Linked DNA regions of Mus musculus: region 2 is linked to region 1. Evidence: chromatin contacts called from public HiChIP or PLAC-seq data. All regions are on one chromosome and are shown on one strand. Each heading gives the region's core, a stretch centred on a gene start, on an enhancer-like site or on the middle of the called end of the contact. The rest is flanking DNA. Distances are from core to core; before and after follow the strand shown.

Region 1 (7,913 bases), core at 1,578-4,077:
ATCCTCCTGCTTGATTCTCTAGAATCCTGGGATTACAGGTGTGAACTACCATATCTGGCTTTTATATATTTTGTGTATGTGTTTGTGTGATGTGTGATATGGATAGAACCTAGGGCTTCACACATGCTAAGCAAATGTTCTTACCACTTCCCTGTACCCTTAGCCAATGTAGTGGCTTTAGATACTATCCTCTTGGAATGCACTCACTCTGTGAGGAGAGAACTCTTTCGGTCAATGAACTTGAGTGCTTCAGCCAGTGTCAGTTCCAGGAAAAAACCATATCCCAGGGCCACATAGATGCGTGAAGTATCTGGGCTGAGGAAAGAGGTCAGAGGAAGTGGAAGAAGTCTTTATTACTATTTAGCACACTGTATGGTTTAAGGTGTTTCCTATTCCTTCCTGTTTCTCAAAATGAAGGCTCTGTAAAGGCAGATACTTTGTGTTCATTTTGGCCACACCCACAACATGTTGCTCATATCCTAATGAAATATAAAAGCTACTAGAGCCTTGTATATAGAAAATACTAAGAAATACTTGTTCCATGAAAAAAGGGAGAAACTCAGGAGGGGAGAGAATATACTCACACCACTGTGTCAACGAAGAAGTTACAGCCCAAATCCACCTGCATATATAACTCCGAGTGATTAGTTTCCTATAGGGCCAGGAGAAAAGAGGTAGGTGTCAGCGGGCAATTTTAAAGGCAGATAAGGTTTTGTTCTTGGGGTTTCTTCCCGCCTCCCTTCTTTGTACACATACACAAAGTGGTACCCAATTTAAAAACCTTTACCTGGAGTCGCTCAATGACATTTCTTAGTTGAAGATATACGGACAGCTGCTCATATACCTTGTCTCGATGATCCAGCACCTTTCTGATATGTAGAAATACAACAGTGAACATTAGGCAGCCTTATTCCTCTTGAGATGCCAGGCATTTTAAGTCAGGTTGTGGTTGACATGGATGTAATTCATGGGCTGAGGCAGGAGGATTCTGAGCTCAAGACCAGCTTGTGCTACATCGTGAGATCCCGTGCTCCCCTCCTCCAAAACACACACAATGGGGTATAGACAGAGACACAGCAGGCATTTCAATAAATACAGGTCAGACTGTAGTTCAGCCTGACCTCTACCTCTTACTAGGAATGTGACTATGGAAAGTAGAAAACCTACCTAGGATTAAGTTTCTTCACATAGAAAACAGAGATGGCCGTAGTAGCACATAAGAGTCATTAGAATCGAGTGTTTACTACAAAGTGTTTTAAATGCTAGCCAAATGGTAAGCATTATATACTTGTTACCTATTATAATTATAAATATTACATTTTATTCAGTGACTTATGCCAATTAAAATGTCCCATCTTCACCCTAAATGTACCTCTCCATCTCTTTTAGCATGCTCACACAGTCCTAGTTCTAAATACCTAACTTTCTATTCAGATTAGTAATGACAGCAATAGCAATCATCCAGTTGTTGAGTCTTTAGTGTATTTCAGGCACTGGGGTCAAATTCCTTTCCTAAAACAACTATTTAGGTTATTTGTTTTATTACCCAAGACAATATCTGAGTTTCTCAGGCTAAGTATTGAATTTGTAAACACACCAAACAATTCTTTCCTCTCAGCCTCAATATAATAATAGTGGGGTTTATCTGCATTTTTAAAATGTGTTCTTACTTGCATTTATGTGTTTATTTTGTGTACATGTATGGGTGCCATGATACATACCTGGAGGTCAGAGGTCAGGTTTTTGGGAGTCTTTCTTTCTTCCACCATGTGGGTCCCAGAGATCTAACTTAGGGCATGGGGTTGGAGGCAAGCCATCTTGCTGGCCCTAGTTTGCTTGTTTTGAGACATAATCTCAAAGCCCAGGCTATACACAACCTCGAATGTAGGTGAAGATCACCTTCAACTCTGGGTCATCCTGCTCCTGACACTATCCCAAGTACAGCAATTGCAGGCCTGTGTCACCACACTGGATTTTTTTTAAAATAGAATATTGTTCTATTTTCAAGGCTGGCTTGTAATCCTGGCTAAACAAGTGAATTTTCCCATCTCTCCACTAGAAGTGGCACACACCATGGAGCTTGAGCCTGGCTTTATTCTATTTTTTTCTCCCTTTGAGAAAGTTAGTCTGTAGCCCAGACTGGTTCTCAGCTTTACAAAGATCCTCCTGCTTCTGGCTCCCAAGTGCCGGAGTTGACACATTTAAAACTCAAACACCACGTTAAGAAGGCCTAATAAACTTTTCCATTTCACAGATGAATAAAGTTCACAAAGGTGAAGTAAGGTACAACTTGTTCATAAATATTGGTTAAATGGCCTAGTCAGAAACACCCTGTGTTCGGAATGACTATTTTAAACCAACAAACAAGGTCAGAGCTCTGCTAAAGGGACAAGTTCCAACCACATCTCAGCCCAGAAGTCAACCCTATTCCCAGAAGTCTGGGCGGCCAATCCGAAAGTTTGGTCGGCATTCTGTCCCACCCACCACGTGAAATTTCTCAAACGTCACGCCTCCCACGTTGTCACTCACTGCAAGTCTCGCTGCAGTACGTCACTGATAAAGGTCTCGTACCGCAGCACTTTCTCCCCCACCGTATCCAAGGCCCGCCGTTTCGGGGGCGTCGCCATGACGGGCACCTGGGGGAGTAAAGGGGGGGGCACGTTGAGCGCTCTATTTAAACTTCACAAAATTCTCTCCAGCCACTCAACGTTGGGGATGACTTCTTTCGGCTCGAGCTACGGAGTTGCTTCTGCCCAACCCGATTTTGGAACTCGTTCACTCACCGGTACAGGAGTACGGCGTTTACCGTAGGGCCACCGGCAATAACTGTTAGTATGAGCCGCGGCTTCCGGGTGGCGCGGATGGATGATGTAATTTCCAGCAAGGGAGCCAACCAAATCGATGGGAGGGGCGGTCCGGCGTGTGGGAAGATGCACTTAGGGGAAGGGCTGCAGGCGGGGCCTGAGTGAATCCTTGGAGGTAGCAGGATCCTATGGATCTAGATGGGCCTGGCACGCCGCGGTCTGCCAGCAGGCGGATCGTCGCGAGCTGGCGGGAGACTGGTTTGGGTGACGTTCAATGAGATTTGGCGGGTTCTGAGGGAGGGTGGACTTACAGGAAGGTAGGGAGAGGGAGTTAAGTGTTTATAATTAGTAATTTGAAGTGTGTGTGTGTGTGCGCGCGCGCGTTGGTACTGAACTTATAGGCAGTTGTGAGCTACCATGATGTGGGTGCTGATAATGGAGTTTACATTCTCTGCAAGTTTTATGTGTTTTTAACTGATGAGCCATTTCTGTATTCCCCCCTCCTTACTCTTACATTTGTTTTCCTATTTTATGTGTTTTGTCTGCATGTTTATGGACTACATGCGTGCATTGCCCACAAAGGCCAGAAGAAGTTGTGGGATTCCCTGGAACTGGAGCAACCAACAGTTTGTGTGCACCATGTGGGTAATGGGAATCGAACCTGGGTCCTCTATAAGACTGGCCAGTGCTCTTAACTACTGAGGTATCTATATAGTCCCTATTTTTTTCTTTTAGAAACATTTCTATTCTTTGAGAGTTTCATAGATGTATGCAATATATTTTCATCATCTCCACTCCCTTTTCCCTCCAACTCCTCCTAGACTCCTCCTACCACATTTTCCTCCAATTTCATATTCTCTTTAAAACAAACAAACCAAATCAAAACCAAAAGAACTCACTGAGACCACTTAAGCATTTAATAATTTTAAAAGCACAAGAGTGCCTATAGACCAGCAAGGATTATGGTACTAATCTATAAGGAAGGCAGTATATCCTGTGGGGATCTGTTTGAAAAAAATATATGTTGCACACATTGTTTGGTTTTCACCCTCCATAAAGGGAATGAATAAGAGCACATAAAAATGTTTAAATGGAGACAAATTTTAAGAAATTTATCTTGAATGAATTTCTGCTTGGTGGCATGCAGTCCATGATGAGGGCTACAGAGAAACCTTGTCCCCCAAACCAAAACCAAAATTTGATGTTACATGTATTTAAAAGTAAATTTGATGTGCTTAAAGCAGATATTAGGAAGCTATATAATATTAGTTAATCTTTATTTGCTAAGGAGAACAGTTTAGATAGACTAGAGTTGGGTCTGTTAAGTTTATTAACATATTTCATGTAATTTTTCTTTAATTTAAAAGATACTTTTAGGTTATCCAAATGGCTCACTGGTTAAACGGTGCTAACCAGTCTGACAGCCTGAGTTCACTCTGCACGGCGGCTTGTAGGTTACTGCTGTTCCTGACATAGAGATAGCAAACTTCTTTTTTACAATGGGAGGTAGTTACTAAAGAAGATTCATAACTGGTTCAACTGCAAGGAATGTGTCTGTTGCTGTGGTAGAGCTGCTCAAGGTGGTAGAAAGTAATAATCACCTATATTATTCTAAGTCTTAGAGAATAGAAGGCAAAGTGGGAAGAATGTGAAAGCTGCAGGAAGGGAGCATTGTCTCACGATTTACACTGTTGGGCATGACCATTGCTATTTTGAATAAGAGCAGATGTGATCACTATTCATCAAACATTTACCCCTTCCATACATAGTTCTGAGCATTTTACATATATCAACTCATTGTGTTCCTCTGAGGTGTCTGACTGTGTAGCACAGTTACACATAGTCTGGACTGCTTTCCCCATGTCCAGACTAGAAAGAAATATAACCAGGGTTTCATTTTCACACTTCAATCTTGGTCCATCTAGAGTATGGATATATGTAATAAGGTATGGGCCCAATTTAATATTTATCTACAGCTTTATTTTTCAGTTAGAGTCTTGTCATATAGCCAGGCTGGCATTGAATTCACTGTCTAGTCCATGCTGGCCTTGAACTTAAAATCTTTTACCCTAGCCTTTCAACTTCTGGCATTGCAGATGTAAGGCACCAAGTCAAACTTAATCTGTTTGCAAACGTCTGTGTTTAACGGGTAGAATGATGTCTAGATATATAGCCACAGAATATGTTTGAAAAAATTTTACATATATAATTAAGGATCTTGAGGTGGGGGGTCATTCTGAGTTAAACAAATGGCCCCAAACCAATGAGAATTTTTTTTTTTTTTTGGTTTTTCGAGACAGGGTTTCTCTGTGTAGTCCTGGCTGTCCTGGAACTCACTTTGTAGACCAGGCTGGCCTTGAACTTAGAAATCCGCCTGCCTCTGCCTCCCAAGGGCTGGGATTAAAGGCATGTGCCACCACTGCCCAGCGAGAAATATTCTTATAAAACAAAGAGAAAGACATAGGAGATGGTGTGAAAACTGAAAACTGGCAGACATTAGGGTCATTGTTATTATTTATATACGAGATGTCTTCTCTAAAGGCTCATATGCGTTATGGTTGATCCATCGCAGGTGACAATATTGAGAAGTGATTGATCATGATGACTTCTTCAATGGATTAATTCATTGATAAGTTTATAGCTGAATTGCTCATAAGAAATGGAGCCTACTTGGATGAAGTAACACCCCAAGGGCATGTGTGTGTGTGTGTGTTTATAAACAAACACACACACACACACACACACACACACACACACATATATTCCTATATCCATTTTTTTCTGTTTTTTGGCTGCCATGAGATAAGTGGCTTTTCTCCATGATGTCCTTCTGCCATTACTTTCTGCCCTGCTAAGAGGCCTAAAAGGGGGGAAAAAAAAAGACCCCAACCAAGCTGATCTTGGAAATGCGATATCTGAAATTTTTTTTTTTTTTTTTGGTTTTCTGAGACAGGATTTCTCTGTATAGCCCTGGCTGTCCTGGAACTCAACTTTGTAGACCAGGCTGGCCTCGAACTCACAAATCTGTCTGCCTCAGTCTCCCGAGTCTAGGATTAAAGGTGTACGCCACCACACCCGGCTAGGATGTCTAAAACTTTGTGATCATAAAAAAGTCCTTCCTCATTTGTTCTTTTGTTAAGTCTAGTCACAGCGATGAAAATGATACTAGCATGGTAATATGTTTATAAATTAAAGGGTTGAGGCCATAACTTAGTGGTAGAATGTTTACCTAGCTTGCATGATGCCCTGGACTTGATTTTTGGAACTTCAAAAATACAAACTGAGGCATATCAATGATTGCTGCTGTCCTTAGAGAAGGTAGGAAAGAGGCATAGAATAGATTTTGAGTAGAAAGGGAATAGAATACATTTTCTTCAAAAAGGCTTGGCTCTATGATCTCATGAGTTTGGACTTACAGTCTCCAGAACTATAACAGAATAGAATTTATTGGTTTAAACCAGCCAGTCTGTGGTAACTTTTTACTGCTCTCTTAGGAAATGAGCATATTTATTTGAAAATTCACCTTTGTCCATCATGATTTGAGATGGCATTTTAGTTAGACACAGACTTCTTTACTGACATTTTACACGGTTTCAATGGCTTATATATTCATGGGTCATGAGTGCATGGTCTTACTGTTTTGGTTGGTTTTGTTTTTGAAATATAGTATTGCTATTTAGTATATATAGGCTATTTTTGAACTTAATATGTAGTTGAGGTTTTGAACTAGCTACCCTCCTTTGCCTTTTTAAAAAAAAAATTTTGTTTTGTTTTGTTTTCCTTTTTTATTAGATATTCATTCACATTTCAAATGCTATCCCCTTTAATTGTTTAGTCCCCTGTACCCTTCCCCCTCCCCCTGCTCCCCAACCCACTCACTCCCAGCTTCCTGGCCCTGGCATTCCCTTAACTGTGGCATATAATATTTGCAAGACCAAGGGCCTCTCCTCCCATTGATAGCCGACTAGGTCATCCTCTGCTACATATGCAGCTAGAGACACGAGCTCTGGGGGTACTGGTTAGTTCACATTGTTGTTCCTTCTATGGGTTGCAGACCCCTTTAGCTCCTTAGGTACTTTCTCTAACTCCTTCATTGGGGACCCTGTGTTCCATCCAATAGATGACTGTGAGCATCCACTTCTGTGTTTGCCAGGCACTGGCATAGTCTCACAAGCGACAGCTATATCAGGGTCCTGTCAGCAAAATCTTGCTGGCATCTGCAATAGTGTCTGGGTTTGGTGGTTGTTCATGGGATGGATTCCCATGGGGGCAGTCTCTGGATGGTCCTTCCTTCCATCTCAGCTCCAAACTTTGTCTCTGTAACTCCTTCTATGGATATTTTGTTGCCCCTTCTAAGAAGGAATGAAATATCCACACTTTGGTCTTCCTTCTTGAGTTTCTTGTGTTTTGCAAATTGTATCTTGGGTATTCTAAGTTTCTGGGCTAATATCCACTTATCAGTGAGTGCATATCATGTGTGTTCTTTTGTGATTGGGTTACCTCACTTAGGATGATATCCTCCAGATACATCCATTTGCCTAAGAATTTCATAAATTCATTCTTTTTAATAGCTGAGTAGTACTCCATTGTGTAAATGTACCAGATTTTCTGTATCCACTCCTCTGTTGAGGGGCATCTGGGTTCTTTCTAGCTTCTGGCTATTATAAATTAGACTGCTATGAACATAGTGAGCATGTTACTACAAGTTGGAATATCTTCTGGGTATATGCCCAGGAGTGATATTGCTGGATCTTCCAGTAGTACTATGTTCAATTTTCTGAGGAACTGCCAAACTGATTTCCAGAGTGGTTGTACAAGCCTGCAATCCCACCAGCAATGGGGGAGTGTCCCTCTTTCTCCACATCCTCACCAGCATCTGCTGTCACCTAAGTTTTTGATCTTAGCCATTCTGACTGGTGTGAGATGGAATCTCAGGGTTGTTTTGATTTGCATTTCTCTGGTGATTAAGGATGTTGAACATTTTTTTCAGGTGCTTCTCTTCTCAGCCATTCAGTATTCTTCAGTTGAGAATTCTTTGCTTAGCTCTGTACCCCAATTTTTTTTTTTTGTTTTTTTGAGACAGGGTTTCTCTGTGTAGCCCTGGCTGTC
Region 2 (7,913 bases), core at 1,461-3,960, 150 kb before region 1:
TGGGGATGGAGAGTGTCTTAGGGTTTTACTGCTGTGAGCAGACACCATGACCAAAACAACAACGTTTAAATGGGGCTGGCTTACAGGTTCAGAGGTTCAGTCCATTATCATCATGGTGGGAACATGGCAGCATCCAGGCAGGCATGGTGCAGGAAGAGCTGAGTGTTCTACATCTTCATCTGAAGACTGCTAGCAAAATACTGGCTTCCAGGCAGCTAGGATGAGGGTCTTAAAGCCCACACCCACAGTGACAGTTCCTTCAACAGGGCCATACCTACTCCAACAAGCTCATACCTCTGAATAGTGCCACTCTATGAGGCTACAGGGGCTCAAAATTTCACAATGTCTCTTCTACATTAAGGGAGAAAGACCCTAGTGCCCCTCCCAAAAGAGTTTGCAGTGAGCTAGACAATAAAAATGTGTTTGTAGCTGCTCTCATTGCAGTCATTGGTGGAGTATGTGTAAACATTTCTGAAGGTGGACTTTGGAAGAATCAGAGATATTTAAGGAGGGAAGGCAGGGTGTGGGCAATGCACACCTTTGGCTCCAGCACTCTGGAGGCAGAGCAGGGAGGTCTCTGTGGGTTTTAAACCAGGGTTGTCTACATAGAAAGTTCCATGCCAGCAAAAGTTGCACGCAGGGGCTGGAGGCAGGGAGTCCCCTGAGATTGTTACAGACAGCAGGAATGGATCCAGATGAGGTAAGAATGAAACTTGATTCCGCTTGACTTTAGTTAGCGACTGCTAGGTCAAAACTTCTGGAGTCTGACACCAATATGTCTTTACCTGTTTAAACACAGTAAAACTTTGGGGAAAAGTTTCCACATAACAATTATTACAACAAAACTTTAGGCATGGCTTTATTGGAACTCCCTTGTATAATAGGACATCTCTTTAGGAAAGCACCTATGACCTTTACCATAAAGATGGGCTCTACTGACAGAGAAACAGTGCTCAGGAGTCTGGGCCTAGGGAGGGAAGGTTTGTAACAAGCACAAGAGCAAACTCATTTGCAAAGTGCATAGGACCTCTTTCATGAGGACTGAGAAACAGTACTTAGTATTATTGACTGAGAAACAGTACTTAGTATTTTGGGGGATTCTGTGAGGGCTGGCTTTACAGAATAGCAAAGATTACCATTCACAGCTTTCTGGATGGAAAATAGGTGTCAATTTCTTCTGTTGAAGAAAAAGGCTTGGGTATTTAACAATTCTGATTTTTCTAGCGCTTTTCTGTGAGCTCCTGTCCACTACTGCTGCATATTGAGATTGTGTCTCCAAAACCAAACTTGTAGAGTTTGCATTGCTTGCTGTATGGTGGTGCAAGCCTTTAGTCCTAGTACTTGGGAGGCAGAGACCGGATCTCTGTGAGTTTTGGGTCCAGTGTGGTCTACACAGTGAGTTCTAGGACGGCTAGGGCTACATAGTGAGACCCTGTTTCAAAAACAACAAAACAAAAGTTTGCATTGCTCTCTTCTCCAGTTGGAAGGAAAACAGCAAAACCAAGTTTCCTTACTAGAGCAAGGCTTGCATGCAATAAACCAGAGGTTTAAAGGGTTAAAATGAGAGAGAGAGAGAGAGAGAGAGAGAGAGAGAGAGAGAGAGAGAGAGAGGTGTAATGGCAAGCAGCTGTATCCTTGTAGTCAGGCATGAGGACTGCAAGCCTGCAAGGCTGAGGCTAGTCTAAATTACTTTATGATTTCTAGGCCCACCTGGGCAATTCAGCAAGAGCTTGGGTGAAGGCAAACAGACAAAAGACAGATGACAAAAAATCAGTAAAGTGAAACAAAGAACAAAACCAAGCTAAGCAGTTGCCTTTGCAACACGGCAGCCTCTCCTTGCACTCAGCTTAGACTTCAAGGCTGCTACAACATTAAAGCTGTAATGTCAAGGTTTTGAGGAACAAAGAGGAGAATCTTGTGCTACTGACTGGACAATACAATTGATGTAAAATATTATATGCTTCACTTTATGGACTACAAGATGGCTCATTCTGATAAAGCTGGTGAGAAACAAAACAAACAAACAACAACAACAGTGTTTAGTGGCTCCCTTGCTTTTTGCTGCCTGTGGGAGGATTGCAATTTGAATTAAGAATTGGAAACACAACAAACCTCCATTAGTAATGATTTCCATGTACTGCTGCTCCATGCAAAAGAGAAACAAAAGGAAAAGACTAGAAGTCTCCACATCACAATCCACTGTTCAAATCTTCAAAGGAGCTTTGCTAATGTGTTCTTGTTGCCCTGAAATGTCTGGTCTCAGTGGCTGGAGGTTTTACAGACTCACATGCGTGTTTTGAGTGGGTCTGTTTGGACTTTCTGACTGACAAGATCAACAGGACTTTTAGGAAAACCTGGTCTGTTACTTGTGCCTCAAACACAGTTGTCTGGCCCTCCTTATGTGTCTGCTTTCCTGCCATGGGAATTAAGCCACTGCATTTTTAACGTCTTGGATTGCCCGGTAGTGGTGGCGCACGCCTTTAATCCCAGCACTTGGGAGGCAGAGGCAGGTAGATTTCTGAGTTTGAGGCCAGCCTGGTCTACAGAGTGAGTTCCAGGACAGCCAGGACTACACAGAGAAACCCTGTCTCAAAACACCAAAACCAAAAAAAAAAAAAAAAAAAAAAAAAAGTCTTGGATTGACAGATCAAAGCTCCTTGATTTAAGTCAGCTGAAACTGGATAGTGTGTCCTGTGCTGCTTCTTCCTCTATGAAGCAGGCCAGAAATGAAAGGTCACCTCAACAACAGCACTCAGCCTGACATAGACTCTGTGGGGCCATCAATGACAAAAATATGGATGCTGATGGAACTGACTGGGTTACAGACAAATCCTAACAGGAAAGGGCATATTCCCAGGATACTATCTGAAATTGCAGTGCTGAGTGACTCTAGAATCTGCTAAAAGATAAATTGCATTCCTAACCCGTGGTTCCTCTCTTGTGGGAGGACACATCACATGGAATTTGATCCCCGTACTCATTTCTCACATATCAGACTTGGGACCCCCCTTGGATATGTCTCTTCACTGTTGACTTGTATTTTGTTTGTAGATTAGTTACAGCTCACACTAAGGGACTGATAGCCTCTCCGTTGCCTCTTTCCTGGGATGCACACTTTCTTAAGGTATGATTATCTATAGCAAGGGGCTGTAGTGTCCTTTTTTTTTTTTCTGTCTTCTCCCTGGGCAAATGATCAGGACAAAATGAATGGGAAGTTAAAGAAACCTGTTGTAAAACCATCTTGGACTCTTCTTGAGCAACTCTTGAACATTAATATGTCTTTCCCACTAAATTGCATAAGGGTGTTTTCCAGTAACAGTTAGATGACTGGGAAATTTGAAGTTAGAATTACAGAGAAACTGACTGCTTTTGTAACAATGGAGTGAAGTGGGAAATCCTGGGAGGCTCAGCAGAGGAGAGAACCAATGCTAAGCTTCATTTTTTTTCCAGACCTCCTACTCAAATTTCTCCCTTCTTTCTGTAGAAAAATGCTTGCCTGATGCCTTGTTTCCAATCTGCTGTTGAGCACTCTATATCAAATACAGCCTACAAGCCTCCCATCACTCACAGCGGGCCGCACAGAGATGAGACAGGAGTGATGCTTACAACCACTCTTAGCACACAATCCATGATGCATGGGGAAGGTGGGACCAACGTGATGGATAAGCCAAACTGATGGGACCTGCCTATCCTTAGACAGTTTCTCTGAAGCCAATAATTAAACTGAATTATATGGACTGAAATGGGTGGCAGGCTCCTCTGGAAATTAATACCTAGCCAGTGTACATCGTGCTTTGTGTACCCTCTAGACTTCCTGCTTGCATGTGCCTATGCTGGTCTTGCCTTGGCACTGGCGAGAATTCAGATGTAGTTCAACTTACTGATAAGAATTTGCCTGAGCCAGAAAAAAAAAGACAAAAAAAAAAAGAAAAAGAAAAGAAAAGAAAAGAAAAGAAAGAAAGAAAGAAAGAAAGAAAGAAAGAAAGAAATTTAAGAAGGAAGCCACTAGCTTTCTAGGGCAGAGTTTTGTAGTTGATGCCATATGTTTTAAGTGGTTAACTCCAGATTCTCTGGAGATTAGAAGTTGTTTATTTGTTTGTTTGTTTTCCAAGACAGGGTTTCTCTGTATAGCCCTGCCTGGCTGTCCTGGAACTCACTTTGTAGACCAGGCTGGCCTCAAACTCAGAAATCCGCCTGCCTCTGCCTCCTGAGTGCTGGGACTAAAGGCATGCGTCACCACGCCTGGCTTATAAATTGTTTAAAAATAAACAGCATCACAAAGAAAGAGACCATCATTCCAACTGAAGTGCCTGGATAAGGCAAACTTCATTCTTGTTCAATCGGGTGTGCTACAGAAAGTGGACACAGAGGCCTGAAATGCTCTTGGTTTATATTCTATCTCAGGTGGTGGCTGTGTCTTTCCCCCATTGGCTGGGGTCTGATCTTACAATCTTACTCATTTGGCTAGTCTGAAAAGAATTGGCACCCAGGAAGTGAAGGAATGAAAAATGGGTCACTGCTACAAGAAGAAAAATGTCACTTGACAGGCCATTAACTTCATAGAATAGAAGTGGGTTTTTGTGTAAACAAAGGTTTTACTGGTGGGGGAGAGGGGTGAGGGCTCAAAATGTCTGCATAAAAGTGTGATGGTGGGAGATAAAAAGATTTAAATTTCTTGTCCCAAACACAAGTTGTGGTTTTTGTTTTGTGGGTTTTTTTTTTTATTATTATTGGATAGAAAAGACTCAGCCAGGCGTGGTGGTGCACGCCTTTAATCCCACCCAGCAGAGGCAGGGGGATTTCTGAGTTTGAGGCCAGCCTGGTCTACAAAGTGAGTTCCAGGACAGCCAGGGCTATACAGAGAAACCCTGTCTTGAAAAGAAAAAAAAAGACAAGACAAGACTCATATTTGGTACTTCTTTCAAAGTGAAGTCAATACTGTTGTATGGCCTCATCCTGTTGCTGGGATCCTACTACTAATTGTGCTATAAAGATGCCTTGGTCACCTACCTGGACACATAACACATTCCTGTAGTCCCAGCTTCTAGGGAGGCTTAGGCAAGAGGAGCTCTTCTGGATTTCAGAGTCAACACAGACTGTATAGACTGATGTCCAAAAAATGCCTTATCCATCAGCCAAGGGACAAACTGGTTGCTTGGCAGTGCAATCCATTGGCATTTAGCTGTCCTCCAGAAATGTTCCCTGTGTCTCTTTTCTGCTAAGGATGGCACACTGTGTCTAAACTATACAAATAGTACATTACGTTGGTCATGTGCTTGTGGTCTGATCACCTAGAACTGTAGTAAACACAAAACAAAGAGAGAAAACCCTTGGCTCCAAATCTCTGATGTGCTTCTCTGGGCATGTGGCATGTGTTGCTGTAATGTTATTGCTAGTGAGACCTCCCAGGAGGGAGCTTGTACATAGCATCCTTCAGAGTCTATCTATCTTGGGAGTTTCCAACACAGAGAGATATTTCAATGTATATAAGATATTTCAATCTTATTATCCTCTGCATCACTGAAAACACACACACACACTGGTATGGAATAAAGAAATTACAGACAAAATTTATAGTAAATAAAAAGAAAAAAAGGAGTGCAGGTAAGGGCAGTTGCTACTAAGCCAGATGACTTGAGTAGGAGAGAAACAATTCTGGCAAGTTGTCTCCTAACTTCCACAGATTTGTTATGGCATGCGTGTATGTGCACACACACATAAAATATAATTTAAAAAATTAAACACAAATAAAGAAATGTTCTGAAATACTTTTTCCCTCTTATAGTAGATAACAGTTACCATCAATGGCCTGTTCTTGTACATTTAACTTTCTATGCTGTGTCCACTATAAAAGACACTGCCCAGTATTTCCCTTTTTCATACTTCTCTTTAAGACAGAAGAAGGGAAAGCGAAGTAAGTTCTTCCTCTTCTCATGCTTAGAGAAGAAAAACTGGGGGCGGGGGGAGGGTATAGGGAGCTTTCGGGATAGCATTTGAAATGTAAACGAAGAAAATATCTAATAAAAAAAATCGTTAAAAGAAAAAGAAAAACTGAAATTGAAAATGTCATCGCTTTTATCCAGAATTGCATTGGCATTTTTAGTATTTCATTGTGACAAAAATCTGCCATTTTTTTCCACTTGTGATGATTTATTAGCTGGAAGCAGTATTCTATACACAACGGTCCAGTTTCTCTGCTGTGTTTAGTACATGGAGAGATTGCAGAGACTCGTGAGAAGACAAAAAGATAGAAAATGTCAACCTGTGGGTTTCTTTAAAATGTTTCTTTTAAAACACCCAGAGTACATGACCTCTGCACAAAGAAAAATATAGAAGGTCTGGACGATCACACTTGATCACACTACATAATTTAGAATGAATTGGAATGTACTGGCTGAGTTTTTCTGCTTTGGAGCCTGGTGCTTTTAGTTCTGCTGCATCTGTGGCCCAAGATCTCATTTTCAAAACTCTGCCATTGTTTTGAGTAGAGTTTGATACTGCATTGTTTAGCATAGTAGTCTATGTTGAATGTGTCCAAAGTATGTTTTCCAGTTAAATCTGAAAACATTTAAACATGTTTTGTGGCAAGATGTGCACAAGGTAAAATGTGTCACCTTAACCATTTTCCGAGTGTTTGCCATGTTTAAGTGTTGATTTTGTTGTGTTTTTCATTTTTGCTAACCTCAAATCCTATGTCCATTAAATAACAACTACCCATTCTGTCCTCGTTCCGGCAATCATCACTCTGCTCTCTGTCTTTTAGAAATTTTATTCCTTTGGGGACTAATATTTTGGAGCTACATAGTGTTTGCTTTTCTGCGACTTTCTGTATTGTTTCACCCACATAATTGCTTAGTGATTCATTACAGTAAAAACATATTCTCAGGTGCTATGGAGGTAGCTTAGTTAATAGAATGCTTGCCTGGCATATACAAAATCCCTGGCACCAGATAGATATACCTGGCAAGGTGGCGCACAGATAACATCTCAGAGCTCAGGGTGGGGAGGCAGGAGAATCAAGAACTTCAGTGTTATTCACTGCTACAATGAGAGTGGGGCCATCCCCAGATCCATGAGCTCATTTCTCATAAAATATTAAAAAATCATTTTAATTGGGAAATTTAAATATACAAAGAAGATGGTTTAATAAATTCCTATGAACTAGTCTTTATTCTAATCATTATCATTAATTTGGTAGTTTGGTTAATATATTCTATGGATTATTCTTTTTTTCCCCAAAAGATTGATTTATTATTACACATAAGTACACTGTAGCTGTCTTTAGATACACCAGAAGAGGGCGTCAAATTCCGTTAGAGATGGTTGTGAGCCACCATGGTTGCTGGGAATTGAACTCAGGACCTTCGGAAGAGCAGTCAGCGCTCTTAACCGCTGAGCCATCTCTCCAGGCCCTCTATGGGTTATTCTTATTAAGGTGTTTCCCCAACATTTTACTATGCAAAGTTTCCAACACAGAGATGTTTAATATTCCTACCACCTAGATTCTACAATTCATATTTTGTCATATTTATCTGTGCAGCCTTCCATCCCTCTCTCTACCACCCCATGTTGCCCTTGAAGTAGTTTTAAGAAAAATCCCAGATGTTATCTCAGTGATTAACAGTTTACCTTATAGCCTATGTAGAAAATATGGTTTAACATTAAAAAAACATGATTATGCCTAAATAAAACTAACAATTTCTTTTTTTGTTTTTTGTTTTTTGTTTTTTGCTTTTTGAGGAAGGGTTTCTCTGTATAGCCCTGGCTGTCCTGGAACTCACTCTGTAGAACAGGCTGGCCTTGAACTCAGAAATCTGCCTCCCAAGTGCTGGGATTAAAGGCGTGCTCTACCACTGCCCTGCTAAGCTAACAATTTCTTGATATCATGTGTTTAATGCTTGAGCAGTTCATAC

Evidence for each region. HiChIP or PLAC-seq counts read pairs in DNA pulled down with a chosen protein or histone mark.
Region 2: a contact with region 1 is called in an H3K27ac HiChIP or PLAC-seq map of embryonic stem cells, with 3 times the contacts expected there. The contact joins the enhancer-like site here to the promoter of Uxt in region 1. A contact is called at or near these places in 18 of 39 promoter capture datasets (the 3T3-L1 cell line, 3T3-L1-derived adipocytes, the C10 cell line and 13 more), 1 of 15 datasets of contacts at CTCF or cohesin (CD8 T cells), 6 of 484 Hi-C or Micro-C datasets (cerebral cortex, embryonic fibroblasts, embryonic stem cells and 3 more), 17 of 115 datasets of contacts at active chromatin or transcription factors (the SCID.adh cell line, T-cell acute lymphoblastic leukemia, acute myeloid leukemia and 10 more) and 4 of 9 other capture datasets (adipose tissue, embryonic stem cells, liver and 1 more).

Annotation. Positions count from the first base shown.
Region 1 is chrX:20,959,151-20,967,063 of GRCm38.p6, forward strand. It overlaps Uxt (ubiquitously expressed prefoldin like chaperone), which reads right to left and starts at 2,828. Exons shown (of 7, transcript NM_013840.3): 1 at 2,784-2,828; 2 at 2,530-2,636; 3 at 788-869; 4 at 585-652; 5 at 208-315. The coding sequence starts at 2,627. A230072C01Rik (RIKEN cDNA A230072C01 gene) reads left to right here and starts at 2,526. Exons shown (of 6, transcript NR_027445.1): 1 at 2,526-2,562; 2 at 2,700-2,828; 3 at 3,387-3,507.
Region 2 is chrX:20,805,976-20,813,888 of GRCm38.p6, forward strand. It overlaps a transcript of Araf not described here. Among named protein-coding and RNA genes, the nearest start is that of Gm26065, 9.5 kb to the left of the region's middle. Within about 2 kb of position 2,711, at least 6 of the 459 cell types and tissues checked have an H3K27ac peak or open chromatin away from gene starts, as enhancers often do.